2 separate regions of the Oryctolagus cuniculus genome follow, and region 2 is linked to region 1. The links are chromatin contacts, called in public Hi-C maps. All regions are on one chromosome and are shown on one strand. The core of a region is the stretch at or near the end of the contact, and the rest is flanking DNA. Distances in the headings are between cores, read along the strand shown. Region 1 overlaps NET1 (neuroepithelial cell transforming 1). Region 2 has its middle 130 kb from the start of ASB13.

Region 1 (2,646 bases), core at 73-2,572:
GAATCCCACATATCTATCACTCAGATTCAGTAGTTTCTGGTATCATATTTTGTTTCACTTCTGCCTCTACTTGAATATTTTCAAGCAAATCCCAGATATTTTATAATTTCATTTTTAACTATTTCAGTTACAGAGTAACCTCTAAAGAAATATGACATCTGAATAGGTCAAAATGCATTCAAGTGGTTAAATGAGCTCTTAGGTTCTGGAATCAGAATGACTGGCTCAAATTCGGGCTCTCATACTTGTTGGGGGTACATCTGGAGCCTTAGCCCACTCATTTGCAAAATAGGGTTAATAGCAGGGGTCCTCTTATAAAGTTGTTGTGATCAATCAATCAGTAAATAGAGCTCAGAACAGTGCTTGGTACATACCAGATTTTAATTATTATGAACACTTTTTTAAGGAATATTTCCACTTACTACATAAACATTGGAATTTATAAATAATTAGATCCTCAACCATATATTTATTAACAAAGAAAAAATATACACAAATTCAGAGGAATCAGTTATTGTTCTACATGTATTACTTAAAAATATTATTGATATGGCAAACATATCACTTATCATTCCAGGATCTCAACATTTCACAAAAACTGGATCATCTAATTTTACTGCTAGGAAAATGGAGGCATATCACTAGGTGACTGGCATAGTTATTGAAATAAAGAAAGTCAGATCATAAAACAGGTAGATTTATTCTTTATAATGTCTAAGGAGCATACTTAGCTTTTTTTTTTTGTATTTGGTGTCTTTCACAATTGTGGCAAACTCAACAAAATAATTCTTAAGGATATATATAATTAAAAATTATATTAGAATCACCATGTAAAAATAAAGATTATTTAAAAATAATGGAATTTTTTTCCTAAAAATTCTTGACATGACTAAAGTCATATAAAAAGAGGTGAGGAAAGTGAATAAAAATAATCCCTTTCAAGAAATTTAAGAAGAGACTGATAAAGTCTAAAAATTATTTGAAAAGAAATTTAGGTGATATAAAAAAAGCAATTAAGACTTAATCAAAGCTGCTGAATGGATACATATATATATATATATTAAAAACACGAACTACTAGAGTAAAGAGACTTTGTAGATAAGGAAAATTCAGAACTATGAAGAATTTAAGAGGTGGAGTTGTAGATGACTTTTTCTACCCCCTAAATAAATGAACTCCAAAGGCAAACTCTGAATAAAGCCACTAATGAGCAAATGTTAAATGAACTGAAATAAAGACCTTTGAGCTGTATGGTAGGATGGCACGAGCTGTGCGGCTGGGGACATATGTGAATGCCTTTACCACACACATCTGTGCAGACTGAGTGACACATGCGTGTGCAGAGGCAAGCACAAGGCATTCCTTTCCATTTAGTAAAGACAGAACAAAGAGTCTCCTGTTTGAATGGATTGAATTACCTCACAAAGTTAATGCCTACTACATTAACGCCTTCTACATCAACTAGAAAAAAAAAGCAGTTGTCACAAAGTTTTATTCTTCTTTTTTGCAAACAGAGGTTAACTCTTCTTTGATTAAAGCATAATAAAACTGACTTCCTAGTAAATCACAAAACATTTAAATTAAATTTAAATTTAAATTCACCTTATGGTGAATTTTAAAAGAAAGTTAAAGAAGAAAAAAATTTTTGGTATTTGCTATATTATATAAAATCAAATTAATGATAAATGTTCTCACCTCTATAGTTACTGTAACAACTAATTTCCTGGTAACTCAAAATTATGTGATATTTAAAATGAACATCACAGAATTTAGGTAACTAAATGTAAATATGTCTAAAAGATATTTCTAAAATGAATATGGATTTTGTTTGTGCAGTATCTTCAGGGTGGCAGGATATTATATTAATCAGTATTTGATTGTTGAATATGTTTCATAATTTTAAAAACTCAACTACAATCTCTCTTTCACAAAGGTCAAGTTACTCTTCAGAGCTGATCAAGTATGGCATGTTTTGGTAACAAAGTATGGTAACTAAATCAGGAAATAAGGGTTTGGGAGGGACAGAAATGGTCCTCTACAGTTTTGCTTTTGGGAATCCAATAGTAACTGTCTTACTCAAAGGACATATGTGAAGAACAGCGGACAAATACAACACAAGCTTTGGCATATGTATTTCAAAAGGATAAAAAATTTTAACAAATAATAAGTGTGATTATGAAATATGAAAGTATAATACTGAAAGTATTGTAAAAATATATTTATAATACTGAAAGCATTACAAAAGTATGACACTAATTTCAAGACACATATACTATTTGAAAAAAAAAAAAAAGTCAAACAGAAGACTTCTGTGGAAGAATGTTATAGATTAGACATCTGTGGGTCACCTAAAACACTAGGAAAAACTTTGTCTCCTTTGGAATACAGGTGAGTTACAATCAAAAGTACTTACTTTATGATCTGATTTGTTTACTAAGATCCTAAGCATTTGTACTGTCACAAAACATTTCTAAGATGAGGCTTTCAGAGAACTGGTACTACACTCACATTCGTGTTTCCCCATGGACTGGATGCAGGAATACCATTTAAAAGTGATCCAGGAAAACAGCAGGAATATATCTTACCACCACCAAAAGTAAAAGCTCATAATGTTTGTTGTTGTTATTGTTTATTTTTGTTTTGGAG
Region 2 (2,646 bases), core at 40-2,539, 130 kb before region 1:
CATTGACTAATAGTGGATGAATGGTACAAGCCCCTGCAAGTGGATCCATTTCTAAGAAGAGATTTGGAATGGAGAATGTTGCCATAGTGACGACTAGTCAACATAAAGAAGTGGGAAAGAGAAATTTATTTTAAAATGAAATACAAGAATGAGTCTTAAGAGGAGAGAGGGCTGATATGGGAAAAAGGAGAAAAGAAATTAGTGAGAGAGTTCAAAGGCCTGGTGATGAGAACCTATCACATGGTTATGAAAATTTGGCTCTTCACACAACTGGTCTTGGGCTAGAAACCATAGCCAGTTGCTGTGGCCATCAAAGAGAGTCAAAGTGAGATGGTACCCGAAACTGGGTGAGAGACCAGAGGCCCATCCCACCATCTGTATTAGAGTCCTTGACAATTTTTCTGGATTGTATTTGAATGTATGTGTGTGTGCGTGCACACACTTCCATTTTGTGGCTTTTCTGGGGAAGTATAAAGGGTGGAGCCTCCAGGAGAGATGAGTTCTCTCTCTTCCTGGATTGCTGTGATTACAGCCTTCATGTTCTGTCTCATTTCTTTGGCTTCAGATCATCCGGGCCTTCTCACCCTCCAAACTGTAAGAGATAAGGTGAGAATGGAAATTCCAGAGAAGGATTTGTCTTGCGAGAGGGACTAAGAAGTGGGAAACAGATGTGAAGAAGGGATCAGGAAGTTGAGGGGTGCAGCCCACTGGGAAGTCCTGGGATCTGGGGATGGGGGGCCTTCATATTAGGGTGGGAGAAGGAAGCTTCCTACTAGAGGGATTTTTCAGTCATCACTCAGCAACTGGTGTCTGGTGCTACCCTGAGAAGCAATGTTAGCAACAACATCTTCCAAATCAGGATGAGTGAGTATTAGGGCATCAATGGATGTCAAAGCCAGTAACCCGTGGATCTCACAGAGAAGTCCACCAGCAAGAGGAAAACATCTAGAAATGACTAACCACAGAGCCGAGGTGGGGATGGGAGTCCCCTTAGAATCATCATGCTTGGCTTCACTGTTTTCTTTTTGTGCTGCTTATGTGTGTAATCACTGTAATCAACCATCCTCACTCTTGGAATCCTTTCTAGTACCTTGAAGAGAGTCTGAGTGTCTGCCTGTTCCCTCCCAGGTGTCTCATCCCACCTGCCTGAGAAGCCTGTCTGAACAGCTGACTTCATCCTGAGTCAGCTTCTCAGAGAAGCTCCCGATCATGGCTTCCCCTCCCCAGGCAGACTCCTTAAGCCTCTTTAATCTGCACTGAGGAAGTTGAGAAATCCAGTCGTTGTGAATCTGCCCTCTCCTAGAACAGGACAGACAGTATACTTGTGGGCAGAAGGGTGTGGATGGTGGTGGTGGGAGGGTGGGGGAGACATGTGTCATCGTACTTAGTGCAGAAATTTCAAAATCTTCTGGCAAATCAGGGCAACCCTGAGCCTCTGATAACTGGCTAGATGGAGCCTATCAACCTCAAAAACATGCAGAGCGGTTCTGTAAAGGTAAGGAGTGTGTTTTGGAGTAGCCTGGCGATGGGAATATGCATGACATAGTGCAGTATAGGCATATTCAAGAAGATTGAGGCAAAGGGAAGTTTTCAAAAGCAAAATGAGGACGATTACATAGGTTGTTTTAAAAACATAATCCTTGGCTACAAGGATCAATAACAAGGGTGGAGTCAGACTAAGGCTGAACAGTTTCTGGGCAGATGTCCTTGCAGAAATATTTTGTTGTGTAAGGTTGTGGTGGCTTTTATGCAAGGCTAAACCTTTTGTGATAGCTTTTGTTATCAGGCATATGTACACGATATCCACTTTTCACAATCTCCCAGATTTATTTACTTGGGTTTTCTTTAGGGTTTGACATAACTGACTCCATTTTTATTCATGTGCCTAAAAAGTATCATCAGTGAGTGTTAAAAATAAATAAGATCTGAGGCTCATTTTTATACAGAGATCATTTTAGAAACTGTCAGGATCAAACCACCACCGAAGACAAAAGAAGCCTTATTAGTATTTTGTCATCTACCCTGAGCCAGGACCCTGTCAAGTGCCTTCATTTGTTGTCCCTTTAAAGACAGCAATTCTGTCAAGTAGATGAGCAGAGTGATGTCATGTGTTTTCTAGAATATTGCATTTTCTACATTTTCTACCTCATTTCTCCTTGTTTCCATTTGGGGGCCACTGGATGTGGGCTGAAGTGATGCCTACCACTGCAGGCTACTCCTAGAACCCCCTGAGCAATGCTCTGCATCCTCTTTTCATCTGTTGGCCAGTTCAGTGCAGAAGATCTGCAGGAGGAGTCCCAGGTTGTGCCGTTCAGCAGAACCATGGTATGGGAGCAGTACATGTTCCTGAGCTTGAAGCTCACCCAACAGCATTGTGGATCTAGAAATGATCACATACAGCTTTGTGTGAGGGATAATTGAGTGTCTCACTCAATTACTGAGTTACTGAGAGTTGGGATTGTGTGTTACAGCAGCAAGTACCTACTCTAACACAAGGGGTCTTCAAAAAGTTCAAAGAAAAAATATGTGTTACATTTTAATTCAATTTTCCTGGATTTTTAAAAGTTCTCTCATACACTAGGTGTTATGTGCATTTTATATCTGACCAAATCATATGGGAAGCTTTAGTGTTAAAAACAGTGCTTA

What was found. Hi-C and Micro-C count contacts between places; a contact is called where the count stands out from the background.
Region 2: a Hi-C map of embryonic fibroblasts shows a contact between it and region 1, with 2.4 times the contacts expected there. The contact joins two enhancer-like sites. A contact is called at or near these places in 4 of 6 Hi-C or Micro-C datasets (embryonic fibroblasts, psoas muscle, skin fibroblasts and 1 more).

Annotation. Positions count from the first base shown.
Region 1 is chr13:79,299,312-79,301,957 of mOryCun1.1, reverse strand. All of the region lies in intron 3 of NET1 (neuroepithelial cell transforming 1), which reads right to left. Among named protein-coding and RNA genes, the nearest start is that of NET1, 49 kb to the right of the region's middle. Within about 2 kb of position 1,322, at least 2 of the 8 cell types and tissues checked have an H3K27ac peak or open chromatin away from gene starts, as enhancers often do.
Region 2 is chr13:79,424,939-79,427,584 of mOryCun1.1, reverse strand. No RefSeq gene overlaps it. Among named protein-coding and RNA genes, the nearest start is that of ASB13, 130 kb to the left of the region's middle. Within about 2 kb of position 1,289, at least 2 of the 8 cell types and tissues checked have an H3K27ac peak or open chromatin away from gene starts, as enhancers often do.